Linked DNA regions of Hordeum vulgare: region 1 is linked to region 2. The links are chromatin contacts, called in public Hi-C maps. All regions are on one chromosome and are shown on one strand. Each heading gives the region's core, a stretch centred on a gene start, on an enhancer-like site or on the middle of the called end of the contact. The rest is flanking DNA. Distances are from core to core; before and after follow the strand shown.

Region 1 (6,924 bases), core at 2,083-4,582, 370 kb after region 2:
AGCGTCGGTGGATGATGAATTGTATTTCATGTCATGTGCTACTGAAATTAAATATACAGTTTGTCTCCAATCTTTAATTTTGATATACTTGTTTTTTAATAGGCATATCCTGAGATATGCGTGCTTCTGGAAAAATAATGCATCAACCCAAACAAATCGAACATTTTCAACAATAAAATAGGTATTGGGCTAGGCCCATGTAGGCTAGATTGGTGGACTAGGCTCTGAAATTTATGATGATTCCATTTGGTCACTAGCAATGCCACGTCAGCTTGGCCATGTCAGATCCTACGTGGCTCACACAAATTGGTAATGACGAGACCAAAATTTTGGTCAACAGAGATCTACGACCAAAATCTTGGAAATGTCATGTTTGTTCATTCTTGACAGCCAACTGCTGACCTTGTAAATTTGGTCAAAAAAGGTCAATAAACGACAACAATGACGAATCAACGACCAATACAGGGAGTCATAATTGACCTTAGTTCTTGTAGTGAGTTGTGGGGGATTAGGGAACATGGGTTGGACTTTGACCTTTTGTGACTATGAGTGACTTGGGTTGGACATTTGCTTAGTTTAGTGTCACTGTCATAGTAGCCCATGTGTCGTACGGGTATCCATTGGATATCCATGGAGAAAAAAATATAATTTTGTCCAACCCGGCTGTTTGTGGGCATCCAGATCCATGGATCCATGAAAAAGAATGTGTTGCATACCCTTGCCCAACTCGTCGGGCATCCGCGCGTATCCATATCCATGGATAAAATTGCCATCCCTACTCCCCGTACCAGCACACCTCCTGCATGAACTTCCTAGCAGCCCATCAGTGCAGGTTCGCACGACTTCGTCCACCGGCTCGCACCAGCTTAGTAAGAAGGGCAACGATAGTGCTACCGCTGGCAGCAAAGATTTCGAGGCTATCTGCGACACTCTCGCCATTCATGGATTTGGGCATTCGAAGAAGGGGATTGGGAGGGGGAGGGAAAGAACACGTGCTCTGGTGGGGATTGGAGATTTAGAACAGAAACGGAGCTCGGTGGGGCTTGTGATTGTTTTACAGAAACGACACAAATGCTTGAGCCAAAAAAAAGTCTAACCCACGCTCGGGTGGGTACGTGACACCGAAGCGATAGACCATAGATACTGGGCGATGCAACGCGCGTTGCGGCGGGAACCTTATTAAAAATATATATTAATACATGATAGAAGACTAAAATTAATGTAAAAAACAAATATAAAACTTTCTTGCATGACTTAATTTCCTGTGAAAAAATAATATATGATGTGGTATATTTTACATGAAGAGATTAATGAAAAAAAGTAAATTATGACTTCATGCATGACTTGATGATATGACATTGTTGCATGAACAAGAAAAGTAACTAATAGGTTGTAGTTCTTTAAGAAAAGAGGATTATGCACTTTCATGTATAGAGGTCGTATTAGAGTGCTTATCGGTATCAAAGTGTTATCCGTCATAGATTTGAAGCCCAAAAGGTGTAAAAGAAAGTTAACCCTTTAGCATTGAAGGTTTGACACGTTGTAGATGAGTTCGATTCGATATTTTGAACCAACCGCAACATAAAAAAAAAACTCATCCTTCATTTAACAACAAATGTGCAGAATTAAAATTTTAACACAGGACAAAACAAATGTTTCATAAATTGCTTATAAAATTCCCGAGCACAATTTCAGCTTCGAGGTAATCAGAACATCTTGAAATTCTGAATCAACGACGGCACCGCCCACCCACCGCCATCCTTGGTCTTCTGCGCGTTGCGGCTAAATGTGTCAAATAGGGTTTTCCCACAATAACAATGGTGACGGTTACTCGATACAGAAGAATTTGGGAACGTATGACACAGAACGGGGTGGATGGTGGGCTCGGCCGGCTGGGTGACGTGGGATGACGGGTGATAGGCTGCCGACCAGGTGGCACTTGAAGTGTGCACGCACGTACGATAGAAATTATGCGGTTCCGAGACGGCATCTCGATCGCATGAAATTGCGCGCGCACGAAGTACTCGGTGTTTAGGCTGGCCATAGTGGGATATCATAGCTAGTAACATAGTCTTGGGACTAGTAACATAGGTAGATACTGTATCATGTTAAATATTATGCTACTATGTGTCATGCATGTTAATAAATAAAAACATTTATGATACTATGCACTATAAAGATACTATCATACAATAGTAACATATGCATGATACTAGTATATGTTACTTCCCGCTATGAGCAGCCTTAGGTATTTAGGTATTTTGATTTGTTTCCTTTTGTATCGTCCAAAACAGCGGAGCATTGAGGATGACCCTAATTTGACCAACGACCAAAGGCAAAGCCCGTAACACCATTTAGCATTGAGGATTTGACACGTTGTAGATGTGTTCGATTCGACATTTCGAGCCAATCGTAGCATAAAATAATTTGAACTTGATTCTTCATTTAACAACAAATGTGCACAATTTCAACTTAAATCCCAGCCACAACGGAGAAAACAAGCATTCCATGAATTGTTTAAATCCCAGCCACAATTTTCAGCTTCAGGGTAAAATCAGAACATCTTGAAATTCCGAATAAACGGCGGCATCGCCCACCCACCGCCGTCCTTGGTCTTCTGCGCGTCGCGGCCGCAGTCGCCGGCCCTCCTCGCGGCGGCGGCGGCCCCCGCCGGCGTCGAGCGCGAGCACTCGTGGTCCGCGGGGAACCGGTGCTTGAGGCACAGCTTCTGCCCGCACCCCTTGCAGTGGCTGGTGTTGGAGAAGGTGAGCGTCTCCTTGCACCGCCGCGCGGGGCAGCGCGGCTTGCGCTTCCTGGCCGGGTCGCAGCCCCGGCGCGACCGCGCGTGCGCCTCGAGGATCTCCGCGTCCGTCTTGTCCGCCCCGGCGCGCTCGACGGAGTCGCCGCAGGCCTCGCAGACGACGACGGTGCGGCCCCGGTCGGCGGCCCGCGCGCAGCCGTGGTCAACGTACGCGCGGTGCTCCGTGCAGAACACCTTGCCGCAGCCATCGCAGTCGAAGGGCAGGAAGTCGAGCTGGTTGCAGTCCTCCCTGTCGCAGTGCGCGCCCAGGTCCGGGAACGCCTCCGTGCCCCGCCGCGCCATCGCCGAGTCCCGCCGCCGCCGCGCTCCTCCTCTCGATCCCTCGCTTCGCTCTTGCTTTTCCTCCCCACGCCGCGTGTGCTCGCTCCTCTTTCTTGCGTTCGGATGCGAGGGCTTGCCGTGCGATGTGAATATGTGTGATCACGGTGAGACGGGGCGGTCGATACTTTTATAGCTTCGGGTGGGTTTCGCCGTCGCCGTCGACGTTGCGGACGCGGTTTGCTTCTCCTTTCTTATTGTGCAAGAAGAAGAACGTGATGGTGATGGCGGGCCCACGCTTTGTTTGGTCCTCTGGATTGATCCGGTCTGCTCTGGAAGTCTGGAGGCGCCTTTGCTTAGGCGAGGCGGTTTCGGTTCCGAGCTGTTTTGCTCTGGGCGCCAAGCGTCCGCGTCGCCGCGTCGGCCGTGACGTGGGTGTTCGTTTGGTAGTTTGGGTCGACTCGGAGTGGACCGGGTCTACTGGGCCGCCCTGGCGATGCAACAAAGATTCATCAATCCGAGCCAAGCTCTCAATCTTGGAAAACCCTATTTGACACTCTCTGCGTCAAATAGTTGGGCAAACACACAGGGGCGAAATCAACTGGGCCAGCCCATCTCCCTCTGCAGGCAGTTTCCCTTTTTTCCTTTTTTTGTCCTTTTTCTGTTTCTTTTTTCCTTTTTTTTCGTCTTTCTGTTTCTGTTTCATTTTTTTCTATTTTTTCTATGTTTATTTTTTAAACTAAGTTAATGTTTGAAAATTATTTTTAAAATTCAGAAAATATTGTTGCTTGTGTAAAAATGTTCTAAATTTCAAATAAATGCCATTTTACAAAAACATTCAAAATTTCAGAAAATGTTCGACATTTTACAAACATGTTCGGCAGTTTCAAAAAATATTCGTGATTTTACAAAAATGTTCCTTTCTTATAAAAGTGTTATTGTTGCTTTTCCTTTTTTCATTGTTTAATTCGTAAAAAGTTTTCCTTTTTTCAAAATGTATTTATTTTTAAAAAATGTTCGTCTTTCGAAAATTGTTCTCGTCATAAGTTAAAAAATGCTCGTGTTTCAAAAAGTGTACATAAGTTGAAAAAATGATCCTGCTTCAAAAATTGTTTATAAATTTCAAAATATGTTCCTTTTTTATAAATTAGTCGATATTTTAAGAAATGTTCTTGTTTTCACACTTTTATAAAAAAATATTCCTGTTTTACGTAAAATATTTCGCTTTTTTAGAATTTTGTTCACCAATTGAAAGCTTGTTCACATTTTGTTCTCCAATTCTACAAATGTTCAGGAATTTTAAAAATGTTATTTATTTTCTCAAATAAATTTACCTTTTCAAAACATGTAACGAAGTTCAAAAAATGTTGATGTTTCAAAAAGTGTACATACTGCTTCAAAAATTGTTTACAAATTTCAAAAAATGTTACTCTTTTCATAAAATTTTCACCATTTTCAAAAAATGTTCTTGTTTCACATTTTTATAAAAAATGTCTCTTTTTCAAATTTGTTCACAAATTGAGAACTTGTTCCAATTATTTTCACCAATTCTAAAAATGTTCCTGATTTGAAAATGTTTGGGAACTTTAAAAATTGTTCTTCTTTTTCAAATAAATGGTTTCCTTTTCAAAAAGTGTATGTCAATTCAAAAAATGTCCGTGTTTCAAAAAGTGTACATAAGTTGAAAACATGTTCCCGCTTAAAAAAATTATATAAAAAATGTTCTTGTTTTCACACTTTTATAAAAAATGTTCTTGTTTACCAATTGAAAAGTTGTTAAAAAAATTCACCAATTCTAAATATGTTCATGATTTAAAAATGTTCAGGAAGTGTTTAAAGTGTTCTTTATTTTCTAAAATATGTTTACCTTTTCAAAAAATGTATGTAAGTTCGAAAAATGTTCATGTTTCAAAAAGCATACATAAGTTGAAAAAATGTTCCCACTTCAAAAATTATTTACAAATATATAAAAATTTATTTTCGAAAAAATGTTCTATGCTTTAAAAAGCTCCTGCTTTCAAATTTGTTGTGTTCTTGGAAAATTTCAGAAATTCAAAAAAAAATCCATTTATAATATTTGTGTGTAAATATAACAGTTGATTAAGTTTCAGAAACTCAAAAAAATTCAAAACATAAACCCTTTTAGGAAAAAGAGAAAGAGAAACACAAAAGAAAATAAAGAATAAGAGAAAAAAGGAAAATAAATAAATAGAAAGCAAAAAATATTGAGCTGCTTACGTGGGCCATCCGAGTCGCCTTGCTAGCGGCGGCGGCCCAGTGGCTTACCTGTGCGAAGGTACGCGTCCAATAGGAGGTCCCCTCTATCTTGCCCGGGATCTCAGAGCAAAAGCGCTCTATCGAACCTTCCACCGAGCAGCCGTCATCATTTGGCGCATTTTCAGCCGCCGTCACGTATTGTGTTTTAAACGCTTTTTATAGATTCTATGTTTTACGTGTTTTTGCTTTTTTAGGTTGTTTTTTTAAAAAAAATGGTGTTTCGGATTTCATTTTCATGGGTCTTTCTTAGCTATTTGTGAAATAAATAGATAAATAAATAAATGAAAAGCACGTTTCCTTCTTTGCGAGGGGCATTCTTTTGCTTTCGTCAGAGGAAAGTCGTGGCTCTCGAAAAAAAACGAGTTTCCTGTTTTTTTGCGGGACACACGGTTTTTGCTTCCGTGAGAGGTACAATTTTGTCTTCGCGGGAGGCACGATCGTGCCTCTCGGAAAGGAAAAAAAACGTGTTTCTATTTTTTTTGACTAGAGACACAATGTGCCTTTTGGAAAGGGAAAAAACATTTTTTTGCAAGAGGCACGGGTTTGTTTTCGCGAGAGATACAATTTTACCTTCGTGAGAGGCACGGTCATTCCTCTCGAAAAGGGGAAAACGCGAAAAAACGTGTTTACTTTTTTTTCTCTATTGTGAGAGCAACGTTTTTTTGTGAAAAACCCGAGGATGAAAACGGTTTAACATTTGAACGCACGGTTTAGAAGATAAAACATTTTAAAAATATTTATTCAGCAAAATAAAAAAACTCTCAGGTTGCAACAAATGACACGCATGTAATGTGTCATTTATTGCAACCATAAAGATAGGTACAATTTTTAAAAGGTTTATATTTTAATTAGGGATTTTGTCCGGACCTCCTTCCTAAAACCCTATAGGCCCTTAGAGCAACTCTAGCAGACCCCGCAAAATATGGACCCGCAAAACGCATTTGTAGTTTCACTTAGATCTCGTTTACGGGTCGAAAATGAGCGCGGCCGGACAGAAACCGTAAATAAAACTGCATAATTTGAAAATATAGTTTCGCGGGAAGTTCATACTACATACTACATTAGTGCGAGCTCACTCCTCCTTGGTGGAGCTGCCGAGATTGATGTACATCGCCTTCTGCTCCTCGCGGATGCACCGCCACTTGTCGTCCTTCGCCTTGACGGCGATGTTGGCTCGACCGCCTGTCGCCACTGGAGGTCTTTGATCTCCTCGTCATGGCGTCGGCGCTCCGCCTCCTCGTGCAAGCTGCGCTAGACAATGCCTGCCGCAACCGCTTCCACGTCGGCGACGAAGTCCTCCGGCCCGACGACTCCGCGGTGGCCGAGCTCCTCGGGCTCCTCCTTGACGGCGACGACATCATCCGGTTCCTCCGACCACTGGCTCTTCACACGGAGAAGGCGCGCGGAAGAGGAGGAGCCCGCAGCGACCTGCCGACGGTCGTACTCCTCCGTCTCCCGGATGCGGAAGATCGCCGGCGGCGACATGCCGCGGTTGGTCCACCTCCGGTCCCCGTGCTTCCTCGCGCCGTCCGACCAGACGCGCCGCTCGCGCTCTGGGTCGCTTCCGT
Region 2 (6,133 bases), core at 1,505-4,004:
AACTTTTGTACTTCTTATCTCTTAATAATTTAAGATTTTGGGTACGTATTTATTCTCTATTAATAAAATATGTAGGTTTTCCGTTATCTTCCTTCATGTGTTTTCTCTGGGTTGATGATATTCGTTTCTAGATTCTCTCCTTCAATATGGTATTGTGTTTTCTCTTCTCACAAAATGGAAGTGTCGCCATCGTACTATGCTCAATATATTTGTAGTTTGTATTTTATATGTTTTACCTCTGTCTTGGTTCTTTATTACATTTATATTTTCCATTTTTTGCCACATTCTTCTGTGGTTAATGCGAATGAGGCCTTGATTGCAGTTCTACTCCCCAATTGATAACAAAACCAATTAATAGAAGTACTAAAACTCGTACTGTATGCAGAACCATTGACCTATGTTTCTCTCTTTTTATCTAAAACAATATCTATGTGGTGATCCTAACACAAGGTTCTTCTGCATGCATGAGGTGTGATGGTGTTCTCCCTTCCTGCATCTGTATAATATGTGCATGTAGTGATCCTAACACAATGTTTTTCTCTATAGCATGAGGTGTGATGCCATTTTCCCTTCCAGTCATCTGCGTAATATGTGCAACCAAAGGAGGTATGATCATAGGATTCCACACTTCACAATCGCATAACAGAAACAAGCCAGATTATCCACACCAAAGTTTATCCATAGCTCATTTGAAACAGCCACAAACCTGTCCCATACCCAGTTCGGTTAATAACCAACGTGCTTGCATCATATGCATTACAGATTGTTCTCCTACTCGCTACTTAAGAAAACATTTTGCAATTATGAAAATCTAGTTGGATTGATTCAGTCATCTCCTATGCACTAGCCTTCGGCTTTATGATGGATGCTGACATGGTCCGCCTAGATTTTAACCTGTTGAAAAAGTAAACATTTATATGTTAGAATAGCAGCATTGATCATACACAAGTATTTCGAATAAAGATTTTTTATATTTAATTAATAAGTATGCATGAGTATACTATATTTTTATGTATCAACAGTTAGGCATTAGGCCTTGTTAACAGAATTCAGTTATAAATGGATCACGGCCCCCTCTTGTAGTATCATTAGGTCATTGTTAACAGAATCCTGCTATAAAATGATCATGGCCCCCTCCTGGAGCATCACTGGACCCGCAATTTCCTCAATCTGGTAATATTATTTGGCCGCAGACCTCCAAGGGCAAACACCCCACTCAACCAGCTAAAGCTGAAAGGCCAGCAGAACTTCCAAGTGCAAACATCTCACCTCAGGGAGTTGTGCCAAGTGCAAACATCTCACCTCAGGGAGTTGTGTACAGTAAATCTATCAACCGGTTGGTTCAGTTGCAAGCATAGTGCAAGTCCATGGCTTAGATTTCACAATAAGAAAGGTGAACCTTGGCACCGTAAGAGTACCAGCATAGAGTTCCACCGGTCGTGATGACATCTGTGAAGGCAAACTCAACATATATGTAGGGCACGTCATCGCTGACTTTTCGTACTATCCAGGTGCCACCAAGCCAGCCAGCTCCTAGACAAAACCAGTTTAATAGCGCACCAAGCACTCTAGGGCCATTGAGTGCTAATGTTTAATAGCAGCTCCAGGGCTCATGGCACAAAGATCACTCAAGCAAACTCGCAACAATCGTACTTGAAAGGTTAGAAATAGTAAACATGTTACAAAATATAGGATTGTATTTGTCAAAGTATGCAGGCATCAAGACAGGAAGATGGATGATCACTAGCGAGGAGGCAAGGAATCTGTTTTCAGTTATACTTTTGCAGTTTTCCCCTGGCTTACTTTTTCCAATCATTCAATAACACTTTTAACTATGTTTTTTGCATTCCAAATTCATTGGCTGCTGGTTCCATAAGTAGTTTGGTGGGCTCTGGTTACATGACATATCTGTTAATTTAACGAGGTGAATGCGTGGTGCTGTGTGAAGTCATGTATTTTGACCAGGTGAATTTGGGAAGCTGTCTGGAAGTACTGCAAGTTGACCAGGTGAATTGGGGAAGCTGTCTGGAAGTACTGCAAAAACATGGTCTTCAGTGTTGTTATACTCCTACAAGGCACTCTAGGGAGCCGTGGTCAATACAGTTTGAGAGCTCTAGTGAAGTAATTGCTGTTCTAATTTGTCTGCCGGGATCATGTTTTCTGTTTTGACTGAAATACATATTCTGACTACTGTTTTGATGCTGAAATCTTGGTGTACGCTTGATCTGGTGGGTGCTCTGTTTCACTGGGTACTAGGATGTGGGACGCCATGAACGCTTGGATCTGGTGGACACTCCACTCTGTTTCAGTGGGTGTGTGTACTGATGTGGGGTGTCATGGAATCAGATCTTAACGCAGGCCGTACATGTGCCACTTTCCTAATTACTCGGAAATACTGCCGACGAGTAAATCAGGAAGACTTGCCGATACGAGAAAAAACGAGGACTACCAAGATCTGATGCAGATAAGGGGGAAAAAGAGAGGGGAGGGGATCTGATACCTTCGTTCTGGTTATTAACGGCGAGGCGCCTGCTGGTTGGCGGCCCTCCGCCCCTTTCCCCTGCTCGAAGCAAGCTCTGCGTCCCGGTCATACTTTTCTTTCTTGGCTCGCTCCCGGGCTGCTTGCTCTTGCTTAATTTTTGTCTCGCATGTGAGGACGTGCTTGTTTAGACGCGTAGGTCATCCAGGACTTCGCCGCAGTGCACACACCTGAAAATACCCATCGGACAGCGGCGGTGGCGGCGGCGGTGGGATTTTAGATCTGAAACAGGGCGGCGCTGGATGGGGTACTACAGTAGGTCTACGAGGTGATAGGTAGCCAGCTTGCTATTTTAATCGGGGTTGGGTATTTAGGGCATGTCCGAAACGACCCTTAGGCTGCTTCTGGAATGTTGTATTTCTGCCATCTCTGTAATATTTACACTTGTATTATACCAGCCTTTAATCAAATACATGTCACATAATCTTCAGCTTGGAATGTTGTTTTTTTCCCACCCCCGATTTTCAAAAACACAAACTTTTAACAACAGCAACATAGAGTGCACTTTTAACAACACAAATTTTCAAATACACACATATAGACTTTTCAATAGCACAGACTGCACTTCCACACATATTGCACAAGTATAAAATGAGCTAATTTTTTTCTTTTTATAACAGTGTCACAACATAAAAAATTAATATTTTTGCAATCATCCATTCGGACATAGTTTCGATAACTCATAGTGCTCAAAATTAGCAGTTTAAATTATAAATTTATTAAGGCATACTTGTCTCGTCTTGTTCACTGCTACATAACCAAAGATAGAACTCGGCAATTGTTCAATCATTGTGTATTTAGACATAAAGCATTTCAGGGAGATTACTGATTACTTCATGTACTCGGGTAATCATAGAATCATATGAAAGGACAACCTGTAAAGAAAAAAAGAAAAACATTAGCTATGTAAGAACACTTTGTGCAATTATACACTTCTTTTTTTTATAAAACAAATCATATGCTTCTTTAGGTTATAACTAGTTTGGCTAACCTTTTGAATAAAACCGACTAAGTTGTATCTATTTTCTCATCATTTAGGTGAGTTTTTTTTATAAAAGATACCTACATATAAATAAGCACTTTCATGTTAAATTATGTACGTCCTTGTTTAGCTGGAAGTCTCCTCAACCCATCATTCACACAAACCAAGAAAACACCATATCTAATAAGTTGATGAGGAATGACCACACATATCCCTAATAAATGAGATACTACTGCAAGCACTTTACTCTTCGAGAGCACATTAAAATCGGTGTAGAATGGAATATTGCATTAACCTATTAACCCCTCGATGGATAGTTATTTCAAAGTTGAGACTTATCAGGCAAAGACATTTAACAGTGGAGGCCTGAAGGGGAGAGTAAAATATTTCTTGGATATACTTAGCTCCCGTAAGAATGGATGTGTTCATTGGATTTTTTTCTCTCCTAGAAGATATACAATATAATGTTGGGAAGACAAGAAACATTATCTCCTCCTCCTCCTATTCTTCAGAATCGGTACATGACTCATATCCATCGTCATGGTTACTCGTATCCATCATCTAGCGAGAAGAGATTACAAAATAAATAGTAGCAACAATAGGTGCCGCAGTTATATATCTTATATTCGGTAGATGTATCAAAATGCAAAAATGCACATAAGTTAGATAACTAGATAGCTATATATAACCAGTAATAGACGAACAGAAGTTGAACATCTTATGTTTGCTAAAGCAGCAACTAGTGCAACAATTTAATCAAATTAGCATTTCAGCAGACAATACGTTAGACACACCAATCAGCAACATAGAGTCGGTCAATAAGAGTGATTTGCACCAAATCAATCACATGCGCAAGTAAATAAATTTGTACTACTAATTCTTTGGTGGAACTTGGACTGAATCCATACACAAAGGGGATTTCGCAGTGTCGTGCGAAAGAATCAAGCTGCTGAACATGTCAAACATTCATCCTTGGAGCACATTCATTCGTCAGATTAGGACAAAATTAGCACTTGCGATTTCATTCAGATTAACGTTCACAAATCATAGGCAACAACAAGTAGCAAAAGGAACTAGATTGCATTGCACCCAAACCAGATCGACAAGAGGAATCGTGAATTCACCAAGCATTGATGAATTAATGTCTGAGCAAAAAAAAACAGTTTCATTCAGATTGACATGGAAAAATCACAGGCAGCAGAACCAGATGCATTCCATCCAACCAGATCCACTCTCGATACACGCACCAGCAAGAACATTGGCCAAGAACTAATCTACCAACCTACTAAAAGCATCATCGTCGATGGAGGGCAGAAAAGGAAGGAAGATACCTTCGATGGAATAGACGAGGTCGTGGAGGAGGAGGAGGGATCGTTGTCTCGCCGCCTCATCGTCGCGCCTCGCCGCCTCACTGTCGTCTCGCCTCACCGCCACGCTATCGTCACGCCTCGCTGCCTCATTGTCATCGTGCCTCGCTGCCTCGCTGTCGTCATGCCTCGCCGCCTCGCTGTCGTCGCGCCTCGCCGCCTCGCCTTTGCTTCACCCCCTCACGGATACCGACATCGGTGCCCCTGACGGCGCAACGAGACAAGAGGTGGATAGGGTTTCGAGCGAGATGGTGGGGGAAAACGATGGGGAGGTGGTATGTATCGTATACCGACATCTTTCGGGTGTAAACGAGAAAATCAGTGTAAAAATTACAGCCCAAAAACAACATAACAATGCAAACCAACCCGTGGTTGATCGTTAGAGGGACCGTGGTATCCCCAGCCCACGAGGGTTCAAGTCTTGGTGCTTGCATTATTCCTGGATTTATTTCAGGATTTCTGGCGATACGTTTTCAGTGGGAGGAGACGTTCTCGTCGACGACGAGACTCCTACGGTGACTTCGTAAATTTCAAGATGACATGCCGGTTTAGTCTCTCGGAGGTGCTCATAGGGGTAGGGTGTGCGTCTGTGCGTTCATAGGGGTGAGTGTATGCGCGTGCATATGAGCGCTTGCGTCTGTACTGTGTTTAAAAAAACCCGACATAACAATCACCTCTACGAGGCCCATCTGTATTTTTTCTCACAGGGGTATATTATAGAGGTGTTTTTGGTCCCAAAACGACGAGCCAAGGAGGCCCTTAAACCACTTAAACCGTCCGCATATATCCAAACCGCGCGGTGTAGACGTATTTTTTAATCGCGCGAGGTCCTGTATCGATGTGCCGACGGTTTGACCGGACAACAGCCACATAGGCCTCGCCCATTCAAATCCTCCTCCCGATCTCACACGAGGATTTGTGGGGCTTGGTGGCTTGACATTTTCATCAGATTGAGTTGAAGTGTCATCATATGAGGAATAAGCCAGAGGCTCGCGAAATTGGCCGTCAAGTGGGCGAGTTCCTTCATCAATTACTCCTTTGCCTTTGCCCTCTATTTCTTCAAAAGTCTTCTTGATGACTCTGAGAGGAGGCAGATAGCCAAGATGGTTTTGATGATCTACAAGGTAATTGATGCCTGACCTCATCCTGATGAAATTCATCAGCCATGGAGCATAAATCTTCAGCTCATGTGGTGATAAAGCATTGTCAGCCAAAGTCCTCAGGAAGAAGTCATGGAAGTTGATG

Evidence for each region. Hi-C and Micro-C count contacts between places; a contact is called where the count stands out from the background.
Region 1: a contact with region 2 is called in a Hi-C map of leaf, with 4 times the contacts expected there. The contact joins the promoter of LOC123397742 here to the enhancer-like site in region 2. A contact is called at or near these places in 2 of 6 Hi-C or Micro-C datasets (leaf and seedling).

What each region holds. Positions count from the first base shown.
Region 1 is chr5H:417,792,801-417,799,724 of MorexV3_pseudomolecules_assembly, forward strand. LOC123397742 (zinc finger AN1 domain-containing stress-associated protein 17) reads right to left here and starts at 3,333. Exons shown (of 1, transcript XM_045092277.1): 1 at 2,414-3,333. The coding sequence starts at 3,103. The coding sequence ends at 2,555.
Region 2 is chr5H:417,421,982-417,428,114 of MorexV3_pseudomolecules_assembly, forward strand. LOC123395821 (a long non-coding RNA gene) reads left to right here. Exons shown (of 4, transcript XR_006609835.1): 3 at 76-606; 4 at 1,194-2,207. Among protein-coding and RNA genes, the nearest start is that of LOC123395821, 5.4 kb to the left of the region's middle. Within about 2 kb of position 2,755, at least 3 of the 3 cell types and tissues checked have open chromatin away from gene starts, as enhancers often do. A contact at or near this core is called in leaf and seedling, where this site is marked.